Linked DNA regions of Rattus norvegicus: region 2 is linked to region 1. The links are chromatin contacts, called in public Hi-C maps. All regions are on one chromosome and are shown on one strand. Each heading gives the region's core, a stretch centred on a gene start, on an enhancer-like site or on the middle of the called end of the contact. The rest is flanking DNA. Distances are from core to core; before and after follow the strand shown.

Region 1 (5,327 bases), core at 1,720-4,219:
CAGCTTTCCCCCCCCTCTCCTATTTCGATTCAAATCTGTTTATTTTCCTTTGCAAGGATATCACACCTGAAATAAGAAACCTATTATTAGTTGAGTAAATATTTTATAAAGACTCGTTATGATCTTTAAGATAGTAATGATGGCAACATTATTATCTTAATAAGACGATATTTTTGGCTATTTTTAATGTTGATTAGGGTGGTTGAATTAATCATCTATGGAAAAATATCAAATTTTGTTCAAAATAAATTTTAGATATATCTATTCTGAAACCTTCAAAGCCATGTTATATAACGCAGGAATTATTAGAAAAGGCAGAAATTAAAGGCAAAATCAGACATTTCCCATTTAAGAAATGAATTATGTTTTCAAAATCCCTTTAAAAATGTTATCATTGACATTTCATACCAAAAATGAGGAAGAGCAGTGCGATATGCTGAAGTTGAAGAAATGCATTTCCTATATTTGTGTTGTAGTTTTTATTTCTTGATTTCTGTGCTAGGGATTTTATAAGAGAGAACCTCATCCTTATCTCAACATACACAAGCTTATAGGCTGTTGTGTGGGTTTCTGGGCTTGACTTTTCTCATTTTCATTTCAAATCAGTCATAATTATTATTACCACACCTGTACCACATACTATTTAGTTTGTGTGACGTATAAAATGGATAATATATATTCATATAAATATATAACATATATTTATGCCTTTTCTTGTTTATTTCATCATTTATGTTTGTTTTATTTTACTTTTATTTGTTCCTTTGGTTGGTTGGTTTTTGGCTTTTCATTCTTCAGAATTTTTTGGAGTCACAGGTCACATTTTTATAGCTTAGTTTAGCCTCATATTCTGGGCAATCCTCCTGTCTCAGTCTCTCCAGTGCTTAGATTACAAGGATAAATCCACTATATGCAGTTATAAAATGTTTTTGGTAACAAGTGCAAGTACTGATCTATGAAGATACTAGTGATGTTGAAGAAAAAGAGTATATAAAAACAATTTTAAAACTTGAGATTCAAGGCAAGTCAAAGAGCACCTACCAGTTCTTCTGTAGGCTCCTAACAACAGTGGCTACGGACATGACTGTTGAAACTAAAGGTTGTTTTGGAAACATAGAAAGTTATTTCAGACACATTAAAATGTATTTATTAGGAAAAGTTGATTGAAGACAGTATGATCCCAGACAAGTTGAGATTTGTAATAACTTTAAAATTCATGTTTCCTTGTTTTAGTTTTTGTCCATTTTGTCTTTGTTAAGTTTCTGAAACAAACTCTCTATATCTTTGAATATCCTGAAATTGTTATGCACCCCTGGCCTCAAATTCCTAGGGATCCTGCTGCCTCAATTTCCTTCATGAGGGGATTACAGAAGGGTATCCTCTGATGCCGGGCGGGTTTCTCTCTCTACAGGGTTAAGATGGTGTTTTCAACTTACTTCACATGATTTATGGACAATGGTGTCAGTGTATACTTAGATTATAGACTCATGGGGGCATCACAATGTTTGTGTCCATTCTGTAGGAAATGCCTAAAGTGTTCTGCAGAAAATAGCTGAAAAAATGAGACAAACTGTGAAGAAAATAAGGGAAGTTGGAAAAGTCTTCAGTGTTGTTAGGGACCTGCAATTAGGACACATGAACTGATTAAATGAACAGCCTGAAGCCAAATGAGAAAGTAAAGGTAGCCTTGGCTATGTTGATGCCCTATATGTATGGATAAATAAACACATCAATTGCCAACTTTAGTACTTAAATCAGATGCATATGAGAGAAAAGGGCCAGAGCAGAATGACCTATCTAGATGATTCCTGACTCGAAAACAGAGAAAAGAGGCTTACAATTCCAGACAATATATAGTTTCTAAAAGAGGAAAGATGCCAAGTTCTATTGGAGGAATAGCACAGAGCTGTAAAATGCAGTATGAAATAATTATTTATTTGAACTGCTACTAGCCAGTATTATTTGACCAAAATATTTAAACCAATATAAAGGCAAATAATATTCAAATGAGGCTCTTAGACGAGTTAGATTTAAAGGCTTACAGTTGGATACGGCTATGTCTATGGTTCTCGTGCCTGCAGAGCACTTCAATCATTGAACTGATCTATTTAGAGCAGTGCCGAGCTAATATGAAAGCTTTTTTTTAAATGTTGAGTCATAAGCACTTTTAACTCAAGCGACAAAAACTTAGAGAAGCCTCATATATAATACTAAATGTAGTATAAAAATAATGTAAACATAAACAAAATATTTCCTAATATTTCCTAACTTGTTCTACAAGTTAAAAAATCGAATCAATTGAAATATGTTATAAAGGACTTCATTTGGTCATTTTCTTTTAATATATTAAAACAGTTCATATAATTTTGCATTTCAAAGGAGCTATCAAACTTCATTGTATTAGAGACTGTATGAAGTTTTTAGACTTAAGCCATTTTATGGTCTCTGCTTATCACTTTGTGCCACAGATACCTACCATGCACTTAGTAACTATAGATAAAGGACTCTCCCTTCCTGTTCTATCAGTAAAGATCATTCAGCATCTGCTTCAACACTTACATTGGCAAGAGATTTGCCACCTCAGAAGGAAAGCATTCCTTTTTTAACAGTTCAGTTTAGAAAGAAGTTACTTCATTACAGAAATTCCAAATTTACCTGCTTATATAACTCACATTAATCTTACATTTTGTTAGATGAAATCTCTTTCTTTCTTTTTTTTTCATCCAGAAGAAGCCTTTGAAATACTGACATGTGTCTATATGTCTTAAATTCTCTATTTTCCTCGAACAGCATCATTTGCAAATAGTCTTTTGTCCTTCTCTAACTTTAGAGTGTTTCATAATGTGTACCATCCAAAACATGACATTATCTTGCAGCTGCTCTTAGCAGTGCAGAGAACTGTGGAAACTACTCTCCATAGTTTTGTAGTGCACACTTCTATTAAAGATGCCCAAGACTCCATTAGCTCTTCTTGGCATTCCCATCCCAGGATGACTCATTATCTACTTAAGAATCAACTAAGGTTACCCAACTCTTTAAGATGAGCTTTTGTCAGATCATGACTCCTTTGCCCTTAGCTAGTTTGAGTTGCTTTCTTAAATTTCTCTGAAATATTTTTACTTCAAGTCCATATATTAGGGCACGTTGTTTTTCCCAATTAAATTTTCTGAAACTCTGATTCTGCCAATCATCTAGTACATAGCTATCAATTGCCCTTTTTAGATTCATGTGGAATATTAACCTTGTTGCTTTGGAAAAAGAACAAGTATCAATGATGCCTTCATATTACCACTCTATCAGGTTATTATATGTAGCCGCAACACATGCATGACTGTTCCTAACTGCCTAAAACATCACATTTAGCATAGCACCTTTGATGCATAGGAATGAAGAAGATCTCACATATTTAATGCTAGGAAGAAGAGTAAAAGATGGAATTCCAACAGGGCATTGCTTACTCCCAAACTTATCTTTTAATAAGACACAATGACTCTCTTTAAGTAGAGCTAAAGTGGCTTAGTTTGACCCTTCAGGCGTATTTACCTATCCTAGAGACAGAAATATAAAAACTGCTTCCGAAAGACATACTGGCGATGTTAAACTCTCTGTGTAGCATTTCAGGACTCTGCCAGTTATTTTTAATTAAAAATAAAGTGAGTTGTAACAACCCTCATGATCATGAATACTTCTCAGTGATTCCATGCATCCACAGATGTTTGAGGCATATTTAATTTTCAAGCCCACATTTTTTTGAAACACTGTTAAGTCCATGAATCGTTAGTATTACACGTACCATTTAAAACTCCCTTCTAAAATACTTTTATTTGAGATTTTAGAGAAATCACATCTTTTCTCTATTCTCTTTCATCACTAAACCCTCGCATATGTGCCTACATGCTCTCTTCAAATGCACGACCTTGTTTCTTTAATGGTTGTTGCATATGTAATCCCTTTTATAATTCAGATAACCTCGAACAGTGAGTGTAAAGCATAGATAATTTTCATATCAATATATTGTCCTAATGTTACATTAGAAACATGTACCATAATAAATGTTTGTGCTACTGTAGGCTAGGAGATTACACAGAACAATCTGAACTGATAAATGAATATTCCCTCTTGGATTTTGGTAACGTGACTGAGAAAGTCCAGCATCCTTATCTTGTTCACAACTCTTCTTTCTTAGTCAACGCCATCCATGAAAATGAAATTTCTTCTCTTTTAAATTATTCTTAAATTCGAAAAAAAGGGCAAACTTACTTCTTGCAATTTTCATCCAATGTAAATACTTGCACACTGACTTAACTATTTTTTTTACTAATATTTTAGTTTCAATGGTATCCATCCAATCAACAGAAGAAAGAAAGAAGCTAAATTTATTCTATCAACTAAAAATTGTTCTCCATTGTGAATAACCCTGAAATGTACCATGTGTATAAATACTGCTGAGACAAAATTTGATACATTTATAAATGAAAAGTTACCAAAAAATGGTCCTTTGGAAAAATTATGAGTCTTAAAATCACATTAGTGATATCCACATGGGTATATATGTGTCCTACATAGATTTTATTATTGATGATATCCTCCAAGTTGCCCTTTCTGTAATTATTCATACATAAAAGAAATAGAAAACAGAGAAAGTAGACGTGTTTGGGGTATTCTCTCACAGAAAGCTGATTATCTCAGGTCTAGTGAATTTCTTCCAGCCTGATGCCTTTCAGATTGATTAGAATTTCAGAATTCTAGATTCATAACACTAGAGAAAGTGTGATGATTATGGCTCGCACATAATTTTCACTGCAGAAGAACCTAAAACATAATTTATTGAAATGTGCATTATTGTGTGAGCTTATGTACATTCTGAGACTAGCAAGCATTGAGTCATTTCTCTGGCAGCCCCTAAAGGTGAGAGGGGGGCTAGGGAGGTTTAAAAAAATACCGTCCACTTTCGCATGCACAGCTAGCTCTCTTGGCGGGAGCTCTCACCCTGGGTCACTTGTAGCTTTTGAGATGGATCCTCTCATTTCCAGAGGGCAACTGGAGTGTTCCTGGCAGTGAGGTTTGTGCTGCTCTCCCGTTACTATCATACATATTGATTACAAGCATCTGAGGTTGTCTTTTGAAGTAAAAGAGAAGTGGAGTGGACAGTCTAACAGGTAATAATATCAGTATCACTATCAACTCAGTCTAATTGTGTGACATAGAAGGATATGTCTCTGAACCCAACCGGAACATCTAATCATAACAATGAATGTTTTAAATGTCTTTGGACAAATTTTGTTTGGTGTGTATCCAGAGTCCTCTGCCTTTCCAACGTGACTATG
Region 2 (5,327 bases), core at 798-3,297, 250 kb after region 1:
GTTAATGATACTCGCACGGTACCATTGCTGGATGTTTTCATATCTTTCTCCAATGCAGAAGGGCATTCTATTTTGAGGAAATCAGTCAATCGATATTCAATTTAAATATCGTGATGGTCAGTACTGACCACCAACCTGTTAGAATCTAGACTGGCCGTGGATAAATACCTTTGAGTGTGGTTTTAAATTAAGGAAATCCCAAAGATTGGGATCGCACACGGAATAAAGAAGAGATGGCATGCTGGACTCAAGCATTCACTTATCTCTGCCTCCTGACACAAGATATAATCTGACCAGTCGCTTCATGGCCCTGCTGCTGTGCCTTTCATTTCGTGATGAACACTGCCCTCCGACTATGAACCAATGTAAACTTTTGCTTTCTGCTGTAACTTGATCTTGTCCATATTTTGTCACATCAATGAGAAGAAGAAAAAAAAAGAAAAAAGAAATAAACCACTAACAATGTGGAGACCCAAAGAGAGGATTCCTCATCCTGGGTTATGTCTTTCACTCTTTCCATGGTTAATGAATGAGACCCTTGGTATATAATTTAATGGACACACCTAGTATACATAAGAAAAAAACAAAGCATGATGGCTAAGTCAAATATGGTGGGAAAATGTAAACAGTGCATGATAATGGTTGTGTCTTCTTACACAGTTCTTATAGACAGAATATAAATGAAAAGTATAATGCAAGTATTAAGTTCAATTACAGAACTCTCTCAGGAGATCTCTCGGATCGTCTACTTGGTTCACCTCTGCCCTCATGTAGGGATAAAGAAATGTAAGTGAGTCATATTGACACTCTGAGGAACTCACTACAGCTCCCCTAACGATTATACTGCAAATAGAGATGTTTCAGTATGTGGACTACCTGCATTGACATTTAATACTAAAACCAGGTCTGCGCTTTCTACCATACTGGCTGTTTACCTAGGGTGGGCCTATGTCAGCTGCAGAGGATGCACAGTTCTGCCAGTAACAGATGGTGTTGCCAGAAAAGTTTAAACCCTGAGGATCATTGCTCCTAGTACTACCCAGAAGTCAATGACCCTTACCTCAAGCAAAATTTAATTGTCTAAAATAGAGATTTCAGGTATCAAAATGCTTTTGTCAATTTTCACCGTATTTTAAAAAAATCAATGAAATTAACATATTTTGCTGTCACTGCATTTGCAACAGGTCTTACTGCTAAGACTGACTGAAAGGAGGGGCTTCAAATCATGCTAACACACCATCATACTTATTTTAATTTTGAGGCAAAAATATAGGCAATTTTCACATAAACCCTATTACCTTTTATGCAGGAAATTTGAATATGGTGAGACAAAACATTCTTATCCTAGACACAACAAAACAAAATATTATTCCTTATCTTTAGGAAAAACATGAATGAGGACAGGCAAATGCTGACAGTAGTGAATGAAATATTAGCTCAAAATACAGGGTCTGTATGGTATTTCAAAAAAGGAAGGACATGATACGAAGTTTATGAAACACTTCATGTATACTGTCAAGATATTTACCTGTGTGTGCATGTGTATGTGTATGTGTGTGTGTGTGTGTGTGTGTTTGTATATGTATGTTTGTATACATATCATGTTTATGGTAAAGAGATCTATAGAAAAATATATATCATTTAAAATCAACCAAAACACTTAGAAGCTAAAAGTACACACTAAATAATACAAATGAATGTCTTCCATCTAGTGATTAATAAGACATAGAGCAAAGAGAAATTGCTGGGACGGGTTCACTCTCAGCTGATAAAGAGGAAAGGCCATTGTGACTCAGGACTTCCAATGTGAAAATCGGTTCAATGACATGAATATATGACTCAGGAGGGCATCAACTCGCATCTCAGAACTCACTCCATTTTGTCTCCATTTGTCACTTGCACCATCTACACAGCCTCCTGCCGAATCCTGTGTAGCTGAGCGTTTGAAAGGCCTCAGCATGCAGCTGTTATCACACAGAGGCCCAGATTGGTTGTATCCTTGGAATCCTAAAAAGCACTGGTTTCCTTTTTCTCAGAGAAGATCTACTACAGAACTACTGTCAGCAGAAGACATTTTCTTTCTTTGAAAGACACAGCTTCATCTCTTAAAGCCTCCTGCTTCCATTTCCTCCTTATTGATGTTTGTTTAATGAGGAAATGGGGGAAGAACTAAAAAAACCCACTCTCTGAATTGTAATTGCCAGTCTTTTGTTTCCCAAACTAATCATCTATGATGAAAAGGGCCAGCCACTTGGCCATGTACGGATTGTGAGCCACACATGATTAAATGCTTTACATGGCAGCATTAAAAAAAGGCGTATACGTAATTATTTTGAAATATGTATGGCTATGTCTACCAAATTATACGTAAGCAGGCGAACCTGCAACATCAAGTGTTAGAGAAGTGCCAGCCATCTGCTCCGCACCGTCAAGGAGGTAAATATGATAAGATCTATCCATACCTGGACCAAAGAGCCATGCGATTAAATATGCAATGTTTGGGAATGAAGCAGAAACGAATTCTAACAAATTTCTTGAGAAATGATTCGAGATACCTAGGGCTTTCTTCCTTTTTTTTTTTTCTACAGCCAGAGCAGATTCTAATCACAAACTTGAGAGTGTTTTCGCAGGGGTGGTGATAGCCCAAATCAGGGGCATCGGAGACACCTCCAAGAAAGTCCCAGCTCTCCTCCATTGTCTGTTCTTCAGAACCAGAAACATCAAAGAGCAAACTTGTCCATTCTAAGGCATGCCTGCGATTTTCATTCTTTTGAATACATCCAAATGTGTCTGCGTTGGAAAAAAAATAGGCAAACCTAATTCCCTAGGCTATAAATCACTCTAATGTGGAGGGAAACGTGTTAGCTGGTTGTATTACAAAGCCTTTACTTTATATTTAATAGGCACCTGCAATTCCAGCATTATACAAAGCTCTCTACATTGCAAATCTTTAAAACCCCACTTAATTTTCAACACTGATTTCCTGCAATCTAAGAGCTTATGAAGGGTTCACTGTGTTCATACAGATCTATGCAAAATGCATCAGGACTTCCTGGTCTGTGTTGGCATTCATTTGGAGGTGGATCCCAAACGTCTATCACTGGCATGCTTATTTCCGACTAAAATAAATATTCTCAGGATGAACGCTGAAGATTTGGAAGAAAAAAATGAGGCCAAGAAAGTAGCAGGAGGGCAGACATGCGCAAACAGTCACTCAGTAACAATTCTTCCTAGCATGGCAGTGGAAGCTTAAAGAGTCAAAGCTCCTGCCACCCATTACTTCCTCAGTATTCTAAAAGGGATTAGAGTATTTCTTAATCAACTGCTGAGAGATTGAAAAGGGCTTGGAACTGGAGAGTGCAAAGCTGCATGGTACTAAAACACAAAGATGGTTCGATAGCAAAAACTATGGAAGAAGAATATTAAATCAAAGATATTACACAAGCAAGAAAATTTGACAAAAACCATCATTCTTTCCTATAGGCAACATAAGTAAAAGCCTGCACACATTAGTAGACCTGGTGAAATTCTATGTGGGAATGATGTCTAGCAAGAACACCTCTTTCCTTGCATGTGCTGGAATAATTTGTATGGAGTGAATAAGAAGAAACAGTCAGATGTGTTTTGGGATCCTGCCTAGTTTACACCATCACTGCCCGATTAGCTTGTACCACGTCAGTCATTTACAAAGCAACACATGCTTGTGTAAGTACTCATGAAGATGATTACAGGTATTTCACAGGTCTTACTGGATATACAGGTAAAAATAGATTTCTAATGCATGCCCACAGGATTCTGGCTTCTTTTGAATTATATATTATAACCTTGAAAACTCTAGTAATGCTGTCTCTACTCTTATCTATAGGAGACACACTCATTATAGAACAAAAAAAAATAAGTGTGAAATTCTTAAAATTTAAGTATCAGACTTTTAAATCCACTTTCAGTTATAAACACTCTACTATTAAAAAAGTTGTTTAACTCACACAGGAGCTTCAAATTTTAATGAATCTTGGCTTATGGAAAAAAGGAATGTAAATCTAAAGTAAAAACGTCAATCACAGTAATATATCTTTCAAGTTCTATGTTTCTGAAGACTGACAGCCCAATAGGATTGTATCGAACAAAGGCAAAAAGGCATGTGTTCCTTTCCAAATGAAATGTTTGACAGTTTTAGCAGTTATCTGAACTAACAACTGATAAAAATTTAAACACTAGAGTGTATGTATCTCCTCATATACATGAGGAATCCTATTTCTACATCATATCTATAATTTACTTCTGTAGTGTTATATACTTCACATAGGAATTCAGAAAGAACATTACTTGAAAATGAATATTAAGAAATAAAAATGTCCACAATCTATCATTTTTAGCTACACAACAAGCTACTATGTAAGATACTTCATCAACAAACTAATACTCTTAAGATGGCAGCTTCTAACTTTACCCTACCTCATGGAAACACAACACTACATGCAGAAAGGCTTATGCCTTAAGGATTTTTAAGTACAAACATTGAACAGTCCAGAAAAGAAGTGTTTTCTTTGTTTTGTTCATAAAGACACAAACACTAAGCCTTTATCTATAGCAGAGCCAAACCAGGAAAATCAAATCAGGAAATGCAGAGCAGTGCTGTGCAAACACTTAGCCTTAGACAGGTGGAACAACACAAGATGAAGCTCTTGACACTTGGTGGAAATCCAGAATCCTCTATCCAAAGAACTTAGAAAATAAGTAAAGCAGGGAATAAAAGTCATTGCCAAAACCGAACTTATATGGAAATATGATCTCAAGAACCCACTCTCATACCTTACACTATAAAATAATGTTCCGGAAAGATAACACATTAAATTGCCAGTTGTAATATTTGGGCTGTAATTCATAGACCTGACGTGAGTTACAATGGATTGTAAGGAAATCCCACTGTAAGTTTGAGTTCTTTCATGCAACCTCAGTATTCTATTTTCTGTCTTTTAATTTATGCCATGCTAACAAGAAAATTATAGCCTGCAATTAAATAATGACGGTGTTCACATATATATAAAATAAAATGGAATATTGTCATAACTACAACATTTCCAAGATGGTCTTTATTTTCACTGCCAGGATGTGAGCATTGTGCACTTGAGGTCAATGATCTCCCCCTGCACTATACCTACAGACTTGCAAGGTGATTTTAATGAGCCACTGTCTGTTCTTTCTCAATGTGGGTGTGTATGGTCTGAACCATGCGAGATGAGAAAGCATGATGGGTAGGTAGAAGAATATTTTAGCTATAAAAATCCCCTGCCTGTTTATAAATACTATGTACATAATTGCACCCT

What was found. A called contact is a pair of places that touch in the nucleus more often than the background predicts.
Region 2: a Hi-C map of frontal cortex shows a contact between it and region 1, with 2.4 times the contacts expected there. The contact joins two enhancer-like sites. A contact is called at or near these places in 2 of 12 Hi-C or Micro-C datasets (the A7r5 cell line and frontal cortex).

The regions. Positions count from the first base shown.
Region 1 is chr15:76,375,237-76,380,563 of GRCr8, forward strand. The region is part of intron 1 of Pcdh9 (protocadherin 9); the gene reads right to left. Among named protein-coding and RNA genes, the nearest start is that of Pcdh9, 270 kb to the right of the region's middle. Within about 2 kb of position 2,970, at least 3 of the 93 cell types and tissues checked have an H3K27ac peak or open chromatin away from gene starts, as enhancers often do.
Region 2 is chr15:76,630,849-76,636,175 of GRCr8, forward strand. The region is part of intron 1 of Pcdh9 (protocadherin 9); the gene reads right to left. Among named protein-coding and RNA genes, the nearest start is that of Pcdh9, 10 kb to the right of the region's middle. Within about 2 kb of position 2,048, at least 12 of the 93 cell types and tissues checked have an H3K27ac peak or open chromatin away from gene starts, as enhancers often do.